Regions from separate parts of the Gossypium hirsutum genome. Here region 1 is linked to region 2. Evidence: chromatin contacts called from public Hi-C data. All regions are on one chromosome and are shown on one strand. The core of a region is the stretch at or near the end of the contact, and the rest is flanking DNA. Distances in the headings are between cores, read along the strand shown.

Evidence for each region. Hi-C and Micro-C count contacts between places; a contact is called where the count stands out from the background.
Region 1: a contact with region 2 is called in a Hi-C map of leaf, with 2.4 times the contacts expected there. The contact joins the enhancer-like site here to the promoter of LOC107954735 in region 2. A contact is called at or near these places in 2 of 34 Hi-C or Micro-C datasets (both in leaf).

The regions. Positions count from the first base shown.
Region 1 is chrD07:35,024,710-35,031,222 of Gossypium_hirsutum_v2.1, reverse strand. LOC107954750 (indole-3-glycerol phosphate synthase, chloroplastic) reads left to right here. Exons shown (of 10, transcript XM_016890406.2): 10 at 1-253. The coding sequence ends at 56. Among protein-coding and RNA genes, the nearest start is that of LOC107954750, 7.2 kb to the left of the region's middle. Within about 2 kb of position 2,107, at least 6 of the 9 cell types and tissues checked have an H3K27ac peak or open chromatin away from gene starts, as enhancers often do. A contact at or near this core is called in leaf, where this site is marked.
Region 2 is chrD07:34,385,075-34,391,500 of Gossypium_hirsutum_v2.1, reverse strand. LOC107954735 (RRP15-like protein) reads left to right here and starts at 3,075. Exons shown (of 8, transcript XM_016890385.2): 1 at 3,075-3,644; 2 at 3,751-3,852; 3 at 3,941-4,022; 4 at 4,126-4,145; 5 at 4,287-4,347; 6 at 4,888-4,958; 7 at 5,185-5,292; 8 at 5,424-5,735. The coding sequence starts at 3,261. The coding sequence ends at 5,486. It also overlaps the pseudogene LOC107956187.

The sequences.
Region 1 (6,513 bases), core at 858-3,357, 640 kb before region 2:
AAAGCGACCCTGGAAAAGGAATAAGTGGACTTTTTGGTAAAGACATTTCGTTATGAGTTCACACAGGGAAAAGTGGACTCTGGATGTGTGCTTCCGAGACTTCATTTACAATTACTACAGTGCAGTTAATCGATCAGAATCTTTCAGCATGTTGAATCCATATTTCCAAGTGGAGCATCTTTACATAATCTTTGTACCTTGATTATATAAATTATAATACTAATAGAATAAATTGCGGATGTGCATTTCTGTTCTTGTGTTTTTTAATCATTTACTTTTCCGTATCCTTCCCTATTATTATTTCTACTCTATTATTTTTATGTTTGCTAAATTAGTCATAACTAAAGACGCTAGTGGAGAGTCTGAATTCTAGAAACTTCAAATCCTCTTTCTTAACCAAATGGTTTAATATATTATTAATTCATATGATGTATATTGTTTTTGTCAAGTACCTTAGTTGATGTATAATTTTCTGTCACTATAGATACGTTTATGCCTATTAACTTTAGCATTCGTTTAAGAATATTTTTTTCTAGAAACGGGTTAAAGTTACGTCAATAAAGCTAATATTTATAGCTGACAGATGAATTTTTATGTTGCTACAGTTATTTTGTTACAGTGGTTTAAATATTTCTCAATATGAATTCTTGTCATCCTAAGTAACATTTTCATGTTTCTATAGTTACCTCGTCACTCAATAATGCATTAACAATAAACCATGACAATTTTGGTTTGAGGTAACATTCTCATCATTGTTAGGAACGTTTTAGGAGCAATAGAGTTTTTACAGGTTTAGTTATCATGTCACTATAAAAAGTATTTAGTAATGAGAGTTCACCATTTTTAGCAAGGTAGTTAGTATTTTATTGGTGGGCATACCTTTTTTGTCTTGGTATTGGTACGTATTTATATTAATATCGGCATGTTTCAATATACCGTTTTAAGTTTATTGACGTTTTTAAATATTTTTTCATATATACATTTTTCTAGTATAATTTTTAGTTTCTTGATATATTATATATACATTTAAAAGTTTCACATATATATTTATAGTTTTAGTTTTAGTTTCTTCATAAATAATATGTTTTTTGATAAAAAATAAATTATATATTATATATGCATGCAAATATATCTTAATTATATCCGTATAAATATATTTATATATAAATGTAAGTTTTAAAATTGTTAATTAAGTTGAATAATTCAATTTAATAACTTTTAATTTTAAATGTAATTATGGAGAAATTAAAATGGTTAAGATAAATTTTAAAATTAGTTTAAAATGTCAAATTTTTGTACCAATTGGTATGGGCCGGTATGTACCGATACAAAGTCGATATTAACTGAAACGGGTTGAAATACATCGCAATCGTCGAAACCCATTGAAATTTTGATTGAAATGGGATATAAACTACTTGGTACCAATTTAATATCGAAATGGTACGTACTGATCGATAACAACTACCATAAATTTTAGCGATGATTAGGTTTCTGTCACTGCCAAGAACTATAAGTTTTCAGACGCTAGGGACTTACTTATTAATGGATTAAATATTCGCCACTATAAAGGATATTACAACGGATAATTTTCTTGCTATAAATCTATAATGACTAGGATTCTATCATTGTAACAGGTTTTTGCAACGGTAAATATTTCATTACTCTAGTACTTACACTGACAAGTGCCATCATTTTAGCAGCAAGAACTTATGGCTATAGGTAAATTAGCAGTAAATAACGTCTTAAGCTGTGATGATAAAGTTGTCATGCAATCGTATTTTAGCAACGGGTACTGTGACAAGTTTGGCAGCTACATAAATTCTTAAAGGATGGGTAACTTTTCAACACTAAAGGGTTTTTAGATAGTTATATAGTTTATATTTATCATCGATATAAAAGAATCCGTTTAAATTTCTTTCAATGTCGAAAACTTTTATCTTTAATTAAAACTACCAACCCTTTAAGTGAAGACGGGTCAACGCATAAACACCACTGGGCTGCTCTTCTGTTTCAGGCCTAATTTTTTAAGAGGGTATAAATGACCAGGGTTTTGAAAAGGAAAACGGATTTGGGCTTGGCTGAGCCTAGTTTTATAGCTGGACCTCTAGACACACAAACGAGAGTGGGTGTTAGATCTACTAAGGTGGATTCTGGGCCCGTTGTTTTAAATGGGGTCATAGGGCTTTAAATTTTAAAATGTCTGAGTCAAAATTCAGCAGCTCACTATCCAATCGACAATTAATAACCCCACAGAATTTTCTTTTTTGCCGACTAAGGAAATTCCCAGCAGAGATACTGTTTTGTCTAAGCAAGGAGAATCCCATGACTTTGTGGAAAAAACAGGAGTAACGACTTTGAACTTGGATTGTCATTCGGTCATTAACTTTGTTGAAAATAGAAACCCCGATTGTTCCATCGGTAATAGGCTTCCTATTGTTTCTTCATAGACACAAGATGAACGTACTATTGTTTCGGCTGCGTTGAAAAGTAGAGATACCAAACGCTTAAGGAAAGGTTCCCATATCTTTCGGGGTAAAGGAAACAAATTTAAGGTCAGGGCTATTACTCGTGAATCGGTAGCTGAAGCGATGTCAAAGGTGGTTGAAAGAATAAGGTCTGAAAGTTTAATCATGGACTTAAATTATGTATAGGGGGTTTCGACGGATCCCAGTGAGGTGGCTACCTTGGATGTTTAAGGTGGGTCTGTTAGCTTGTTTTTTTATAACTATTATTGGATGTTACCAAGTATTTATGTTTGAAATTGTCAAGAGTGTGCGTCTCCTAAGTTTGTTCGAATTGTTAGAGAGTATTTTGTGGAGTTTGAGGTTGATATTGTTGCTTTTCTTGAAACAAGAGTTAGTGGTCCGAAGGCCGAAGGAATCATTTCAAAGATTGGTTTGGATTATTCCCATAGGATTAAAGCTCGAGGTTTTGCTGAGGGTTTGTGGATTTTTGGAAGAATAGTGTCCAAGTCCAGATTCTCCAAAATGACCCTCAGTTTGTTCAATGTCGATTGGGTAAGAAATAGGGTTCAAAATATTCTGGTGACGTTTGTTTATGGTTTTCTGGATAAACAGAAACATAAGGTCTTGTGGGATTGGTTGGATCTTGTTGCCCGTTCCGTCAATGAGCCTTGGGTTTTGATGGGGGATTTCAATTCCCTACTTTCTTTGGATGAAAAGAGAGAGGGTAGACATATTTTTTTTGGTTGTAAGTTATTTCGAAATTTTATTCTTAATAATGGTTTAAGGATCTTGGTTTCAAAGGTCTACAATTTACTTGGAGAAGAGGGGTTATTTTCGAAAAACTTGACTGAGCAATTGGGAATAGTGAGCGGTGTTGATCTTTCTCTAACGCGACTGCTTTTCATCTCTCTTGTCTCAAATCTGATCATGGGCCAATCCTGTTATCCATCCACTCTTCTAGTCACACTTATCACTAGGCCTTTTTTCCTTTTAGCTTCTTGGGTATCTCATCCGGATTTTTCACAATTTGTCTGTGATAATTGGGGAATGGGTCGGATTTATCTGTAATCTTATTTCTCTCAATAATGATCTTAAAAGATGGAATTATGAGGTTTATGGTCACATTATTCAAAGAAAACGGTCAAGCACTCATCGTATGGGAAGGATTCAGGTTACTTTGGATTGCAAAAGGGCTAGCTTTCTTCCAAATCTTGAGACCAACATGCGAATTGAATATGAGAAAGTTCTTGGTGAGGAAGAATTATTTTGGAAGCAAAAGTTGAGATTGGACTGGATTCAATTTGGGGATCGTAACACGAAGTTCTTCCATAACAAAGCTCTCATAAGGTAAATTTTAATAAAATTTTTTCTTTGACAATTGGCAATAGTTGGTGCTATGATAATAAGGCTCTCAATGAAGAGGCAGTTCATTTTTTCTTTTCTCTCAACTCTTTGGATGATTCACCTTGTGATCCGTTTCCCTTACATGGTTATTTTTTGAAATTTGATTCTAGCAATTGGGATTATTTATCTTTGAAAATTATTGATGAGGAAGTTCGGAATGTGTTGTTTAGTATGGATCTCTTAAAGCATTGGGTCCAGATGGTCTTCATGCATTTTTTTATCAAGGTCAATGGGACACGGTTGGTTTGGATGTGTGTTCTTGGGTTCGTGGTATTTCTTTTGGATAGCCTTTTAATTATTCTATCAATAAGACGCTCTTGGTTCTTATTCCCAAGATTACAAGCCATGAATGTCTATCGCAATATCGTCCTCTAAGCTTCTTTAACATTTTTTACAAGATTGTTACCAAAATTATTATAAACCGTTTCAAGCCAATTCTCCATTCCCTTATCACTCAAAATCAAGTTAGTTTTGTGGCAGGGAGGCAAATCACAAATAACATTATAATTGCTCAAGAGATTGTGCACTCGTTGCGTACCGAAAAAAAGAAGAAGAAGTCATGGATGACTATCAAAGTGGATTTAGTCAAAACATATGATAGACTCCGTTAGGACTTTATTGAGGAGACTTTATTGGATGTTGGTTTTCCTTCGAACTTGGTTAATGTCATCATGGAATGTATCACATTGGTCTCCATGCAGATTGTGTGGAATGGAAGGTTTTCTAATGAGTTTGTTCCTAAAAAGGGAATTAGGCAAGGCTGTACATTGTCTCCTTACATTGTTGTTCTTTGAATGGAGAGATTAGGTTTGTTAATTCACAAAAATGTTGAGGATAAGAACCCAAAACCAATTGTTTTAGGGAAGGATGGACCGTCCATCTCACACTTTTTCTTTGTAAATGATCTCTTCTTGTTCGCTGAAGTTGATGTTGATTAGATGCATAGAATTAAGGATGCTCTTAATTATTTTGGAGTGGCTTCAGGACATTGAGTTAATGGGCTGAAAACTACGGTGTTTTTTTTAAATATTACGTTATCAATGCTATTGCCATTTATAGAATTCTTGGTTTTCGCCACTTAGATGATTTGGGAACGTATCTAAGATTGCCTTTGTTTCACAAGTGAGTCACAAAGAATACCTTTAACTTTATTGTCGATAAAGTTAGGTGGAAGTTCGATAGTTGGAATGCTAGTATGCTTTTAATGGCTGGGCGGGTCACTTTTGTTCGGGTTGTTCTGTTGTCGATACCTAATTATTTCATGCAAACTGTGAAGATCCCTCATGGTATTTGTGCAAAAATTGAGAAAATTGTCAGGAGTTTTATCTGGGGGAAAATAGATCCTAGAAAGAAGATGTCTTGGGTTAATTGGGAAGATTGTTGCCGACCCTTGTCTAATAGGGGCCTTGGGATACGATGCCTTAAAGAACAAAATGATTCTTTTATGCTTAAGCTGGGTTTTAATCTCCTTACTAGTAAGGAAGCTTTATAGGTTAGAGTCCTCCGGTCCAAATACAAGATTACTGAGGTAAATCTAGACGACATCTATCGTAGTAAATGTTCTTTCATCTGGAGTTCGCTTTCAAAGGTTTGGCCTCTGCTACGCCAAAGGCCACTTTGGTCTGTTGGTGATGGGAATCTTGTGAAATTTTTGATTGATAATTAGATAGTGGATGTGGGTCCTGTTATTAATTTTTTTGTTCTCGTCCTTTATTGATGTTTCTATCACCTTGAGTGAGGTTGTTACTACAAATGGAAATTGGAACTAGGATTATTTATGTTGCTTTTTCGACAGTGATACTCTCTCTTATATTGTGGGAATCTCGACTCTGAATTCTCTGGTTGGACAGGATGCTCTTATCTCGAAATGGTCTCGAAATGGTGTTTACACATTCAAATTCGCTTATAGTATGCTTTTGAAAAATTCTCTTAACCCTCCGGATGACAAATGGAAGCTTGTTTGGTCTTTAGATGGTCCTCAGTGGGTTCATCATTTTCTTTGGTTGGTAATTAAGGAGGGCCTAATGTCTCACATGGAATGTTGTAAAAGAGGAGTTTTGACGGACACTTATTGTGCGATTTCTTCGAGAGACGAGGAATCTTGTATTCATGTATTAAGAGATTGTTGTCAAGCACAAGAGGTTTGGAAACATATTATTCCCTCTAGCCTTTTAGCTCAATTTTTTTCTTTCTCTTTGTAGGATTGAATTTTAGCAAACTTGAGGAATATTTTTGGCTTAAAATATCAAGATGTGACGTGGCAATTTTTTTTTGGTATGTCTATTGGAAGCTTTGGAAACAAAAGAATCTTACGATTTTCCAACGGGTTTATTTTGATTTTTCTAATATATTACAGTCTTCGTGGTGTTTGGTGAGTTACATTAAGTAGAGGCCTGGTAGGCCTAGTGGACCTATGAGTAATCGATGTAGGAATTGTTGGTGGAGTTGTAAAGGGATTTTTGTGCAAGTGTACACAGTCGTTCAAGTAATAAGTAAGTAAAATGAGTTATTATCTCCATAGGGAATGTGTATGTAATTGATTATTTGCAAAATTATAAACTCATAATTTGGTATAAAAACACAATAATTTGAGTGATGATGATTTAACTAGAATAATCTAACTAGATGCAAAATTGATCCCTAA
Region 2 (6,426 bases), core at 1,826-4,325:
TCTAAGTATCTTGGCATCTAATAGAACAAAATTTGGGCATCTTCTATGTTCCCAGACTTTACAAACCTACTAATTATTGAATTCCAAGAAATCAAATCTCTATTAAGCATTTTCTCAAAGAGTCCCAAAGCCAAACTCATCCCATCTTTCAATTGCGTGTAACCACTAAGAATTCCAAGTTATCAAATTCTTATCCTCTAGTGGCATAACGTCAAACAACTCCCTTGTTAAATCAATCATCTCCCTTTTAATATACCCATCAATCATTGAATTATATGAAACAGAATCCCTCATAGACATTCTATCAAATAATTGATGTGCATATCCAATAAACCAACAACATAAATAATAAGAAATCAAACAATTTTGCAAAAAAAAAAAATCAAACCCAAAATTCAACTTTCTCGGCAAACCATGAACCCAATCGAGAGCAGGCTCTAAGCACCAAAGATAGTGAGAATTTATCAAAAGGAATCCCATTCTCAAGCATCAAACAAAGAATGATAAAAGCTTTTCGCACCTCACGTCCATGGGAATACAACTTTATTACAACATTCCAAAGAAAAAGGTCCTCGTCTAGTGTGGAGTAATTCTGTCACTGCCAAACAAGAAGAAGAAACTTGGGTTGAGTGAAGAAGAAAAAGAAGAAGAAGAAAAAATTTGGGTACCAATTTGGGACAAAAAAATCATAAATACTAATCTGAGAGAAGTGGACAAGTTTGCGTACTAATTTTATATTTAACCCTTTTCCAATAGTACCAAAGCCTCATTCTCAAGAGTTTATTAAATTTCATTTCAATGGTTAAAAAAAATTAGATTATATTTATTGATCTGACAAGATTCAAAAATATATTTATTTGGTATTTAGTCATATCTATGTTTGTATTATTATTAAATTATTGATTAAGTGCATGAATTAATTGAATATAGTTTTTTTAAAATAACAAATATTATTTATTTGTCGCATTTTTTCCTCCAATTTAAAAGTGGAGAAAGATTATGGGTAAAAGAATAAATTCAGAAAGTGGGAGTTGAATCTAAAATAAGGCCTCCAAAATATTAATTTTATCATTTGAACCAAAGTCTAATTAAATTTTTATATTTATTTTTCATACAACAATGATTTGAACTTAGGTTATTCTTTAGATAGATGAATAGTCAACTAGTAGGTCACAACTTGAAATTTATTTTTATATATTTCTTTATTTGTATAATGAGCGTATCATAATTTTAGTTTTTAATTAGACTTATATAATTTTTTTACTGAGTTTGAATTAAATTCACTAAATATAACTTTAAAATCATTTTTAAATTATTAGTATATATAATAAAAGTATTTCAGCCTTTTAATTAGTCACATAATATTTTTAAAAAATTATTTTAAATTTTTTTTATTTGTTAAAAATTATTATTCATTAAATTATATATTTCATATGTGTCATAATTCAATATATTTTAAATTCGATTATTTTATAAGTCAATACAACTAAAAATCATATGAACACGAATTAACATAAAATTGAATTAACAATCTAAGCCTCCAGAGACTATTTTCATTTTCATTTTTGTTTTCTAAAAATGTTTTTATAAAAGCAAAATTATGAAAGTAAGGGATTTGGCTAATACATAATTTGATATCTGGATTTATTTTTGATTCAATCTCGTACTTGTATTTGACAAAAATTATATATTTTGATACTAAAAAATGACTCTGTTAACTTTTTAGTGTTTAATCTAGGTTTTAGAGTCGAGTTAATGAAAATTCATAATTAGCTAATACTATTAATAATTAACTTTTATCAAATCAATTCTAAAACCTGAATTAAATCACATTCGTCAGATTATTTTTGATAAATTAAACGTAAAACTGAAAAAATCCACAATCAATGCTAAATTTATTCTATTAACAAAATCACGAAGAATTCAAACCTAATAATATTAACAATTAACTTTCAACCTTAAAAGTCGAATCAAAGAATAAAAAACTAGCACCACCACCTTTGAGTGCCAAAATATATAACTTTGTCAAATACAAGTACAAAATTGGACCAAAAAATAACATAAATACTACATTAAAAAAAGTTTCAAATTCAAATACCAAATGATATATTAAGCTTAAGGGTTTTTAACTTTAAAAGAACGGATCAAACCTATATAAATACAAAAATATTCTTTTTAACAACTTTTCAAATATTAAATTTGGTATCCTGATTCGAATTAATATAAATGTAAAAAAATGTTTTATTTCTCATGTTTTCATTATTAAAAACAAATTTTTTATTTATCGAATGTAATTTTAAATTTTAAAAAAATAAAAATAAATACCTCAACAATTTCGCTAGAATTTAAATGATTAACACTTTCATAACTATCCCCATATAGAAAACCTTAGTCTCGAGTCAAAAATGAAAGACATGATAATTTATTTGGTTCTCTATCTTTACAAAAAAACAATTATCTTTAACTCTTATTTTATTTTTCACCCTTTTTAGTTTTTGAATTTGTATTGTTTATCAAATCACCTCAAAATGGATGGAAGAGTTAATATTCATTAACTTTATTGTCATGGCATCCATGTAGCAGTCCATGTATATGCTATGTTAGCAATTAATTAAATTTTTTACTATAAAAAAAATAAGTTTTATATTATTTAATAATTTTTAATTTTTTTCAAATAAAAATAAATGATTAGTTGTTGATGTGGCATCCGTGTATATCACGTTAGTAAAGTTAACAAATGTTAATTTTTCTATTCATTTTAAAGAGATTTGACAAACAATGCAAGTTTAAAAACTAAAAGAGACGAAAAATTAAATGAATGCTAAAATGACTTTTTTTATAAAGTTGAATGGCGAAATAAGTCATTATGCCTAAACGAAATTAGCAAGATACCATGTCTTATTTGAAATATATTATAAAAATAAAATAATTTTGAAAATAAAAAGAATATATAGTAATTCTTTAATTCTAAAATTAAAAAGCTTACAAAAAAAATGAGGTTAAGGAAAAGCCCATAAAATAGCTGCAAATGAAAAAGGCCCATAAAATGGTGAATAAACCCAAAGCAAAGAAAAGCAGAAACCATGAAAAATGGTTAATAGACCCCTAAACCAAAGGAGAGAAAAGAACCCATACAAGAGCACATTGAAAAAAACCTCGTCTTCTCCGCTTTTGTTCTCTGTCTAACTAGGGTTTAGTAAGGGTTTTGATTGCAAATCTCTCTTCCTTTTGTTTGGGTATTTTGTGTGGAAAGGAAGAAGATGGTGATGGAGGAAGGCAGCACTGCAGTTGGGAAAAGGAAAAGAAATATGGGTAAAAAGAAAGGTAAGAAGCCTAAGAATAAGAAGCTTAAGATGTTAGAGGGCAAAGGGAAAAAGCTTAGATTAAGTAAGAAAATGAGGAATCTGTTTGAAAAACGTGCCCGTCAATATAATTCCGACGATGACGAGGAGGAGCGTGAGGAGGGGGAGGAAGCCCTCGGTGATACCCGGATCGGCCGCGGCGGTGATAATTCTTCTGAAGAAAATGATGGTTCAGAAGAAGTTGAAATTCAACCTGGGGTTATGAAGTTTACTGACGGTGTTAGAGCTTTCAGGTTGGCATTTAAGAACATTATAAAGAGGAATGTTGCTGATGATTCATTGGTAAAGCTAGTTTATCTACTTGGGTGTTTCTCATTTTACTATAAATAAATAAAAAAATTGTTTTCCTCCCCCCAAAGACTGATTTTTTTCTGAAATTTTCTCATAGGGTCCAGTATTATCAGGGCATAAGCAGCTTGTGGCAAAGAAGTTAGCTGAGGAGGAAGCTGAAAGGAAAGTTAAGGGAGAGGCTAAAAAAGAAAAACATTTGGTATTTTTCCTATAATAATTATACTTAAGGTTTTTACCATGACTTTTGCTGTTTATGCCATTTTATTCATGTGTTATTAATGTTACAGGTTGCAGAGAAGGGGCATTTCAAGCCTGCTAATTACTTGGATTCACATGAAAAGTTTCTCATTGGTATTGCTACAAAAGGAGGTAATATATATTTTTCTTCAAATGTATATATGATGTTTAGTTCATTGCAATTTCTTTCTCATACTAATTAAGTTTTGTTGTTTATGTTTTGTTGGGATTTCAGTGGTGAAGTTATTCAATGCTGTAAGTTGTTTTAGGGAAGCCTTACCCAATTTCTTTTTTACCATAAACATATTAGGATTTGATTTTGTCTTGATAGATATTAGGTTGATTTTTATTACGACCAAGTTGGGTGTGAACTTTGTTCTTTCATATATCATGTAGGTGAACAAAGCACAAAAGGCTCAGAAAGGACTGGACCCTTCAAGGTCTAAAGATGCAAAAGGTATGCTGATAATCTCTATGGCTATATAAGTTTAATACATCACTGGAAATTTGCAAGGTTATAACAATATGATCATCTCATTCGTATGTACGCAGTGATTTTCCTCACTAGGGCTGCAAGCCCGTTGTACATATGTATATGTATCTATGTATGCACAGTATTTCCACTTTTTTTCTCATCAAATGGTGAATACTCTGTGCTTTCAGCTTTGAAGCCAATAGCATAATCATTAGTTCTAGAGTGAAGAGTAAACACACATCTTTCTCTTATATTTGCCTTTCCAGTGCTATGCATGGCATAAAGTTACAAAGATGAATGGACCTTGTCATGATTGATTCAAATTTTCAAATATGTTATGCTTTTGAAACCCAATACTCATGAGACTGAAATTTTATCTAGGTCGTTTTCATTATTGTCATCTCTATTACTTATAGAGATTCCTCGTGAATGAATTTTTGACCAAACATTTTCTCTACATATTTAATGTAAATCCTCCTCCCGTTGCCGCCATCTGATTTTGTATTTTGTGCACCCTGCTAGTGATAAGGAGGCGAAGGAAGGAAGCCTTCTTTTCAGAACTAGGCAAGACATCACGCGACTCTTCCAGTAAGGTTGGTTACCTCTTAACTATTTTACAGGTTTTATTGCATTCTCCTATACCATTCCATTTATCCTCCTCTCTTTTTGGCAAGCACTTTTGGAGATTGTTGGTGATCTACTAAAACTTAGTGTATGTTTATTATCTTGTCTAAGGTAACTGCATAAAAAAATATGTTTATTATCTTGTCTGAGCTAACTTTTGCTCAAAATGTTTATTACGAGTTTTATGACATGCAGGGTAATACATCTTCTGATCCTAGGAACGAGGAAGAACCTGCTTGGGCACCATTGCGTGATAATTACATGCTAACAAATCCTAAGTTGAAGAACTGGGATAAAACAGCTGTAAGAATATTCAATTCTCTTGAATGTTGACTAGTCATGTCCCCCTCGTTCTTTCACAGAAACAGACATTAGATGCACATGTGTATTTAACCATAAGCAGAGAGACTGACAAAGTTGTGTGTGATTCACAGGAAGCAGGCATAGCTGATGATGCTGGAAGGATGTCTGAAGATAGTGGGTCAGATGATGATTAATTTCATCCGAATTTAAGAAGCTTAAAGGTTATCTCTTATAGTTCGGTCATAGATATAATGGTCTATTTATCATCTAACATTATAAATGAGTTAAAATCAGAGGCAAATGGTTCTATTTTGGCTGATGATGTGTTTGGATACTCCATTCTCCATTCCTATGATTTTGTCTGCAAGTCAGGCCTGTCCGCTGTATGAGATTTAAGACTACCTTTGAACTTCAAATTTCAAACCATCTCCCCTTTTCGCTTTGATGTGTATATCTGTAGATAGCACTCAGCTGAAAGCTCATCAAATATTCGAAATCCCAGCAGGCGTTGCCATATTTCAATGCTATATATATATTAACTTAACACGGAAGTACATAGAAAAATTCATAATTAATGCTACATGGCATTGGTAGAATCTGATGAAATCCTTGGTAGAATCGAAGGAGGCAAGAGCTATAACATCTCTGCCGAGGGTGAGCAAAATTTAATTTGAATTAATTAAATTGAATTATTTGAGTCCATTTGAATATGTAATTTAATTTTCTAAGTTTTGAGTTTGGTTGAATTTTACAATTTGAATTATTTGAATAATCTGAATAACTCAAATAATAGATTGATATAAATATTTTTTGGTCTCTCTACTAATTTTGAAAATGAGCAAATTAGCTTTTCAATAAAGTGTTTCTCAAAAATGCAAAATATCTATTAAAGTTCCAAAATTATATATAATTTTTAAACTTAAAAATAATCTAAAAAATATATAAAAAATGTTTAAAAATTAAAAAAAAATTTAAAGACAATAATTTTGAAGACTTAAACAAGTAAATTATAAATTTAAGTTTATCGTGCTAAAGTATACTTTTTTTTAAGAAACTAGTTATATTGTAACAAGATAATATTTTGACATGTTTAATTTTTTTAATTTAACTTTATTCAATAAATATTTAAATCAA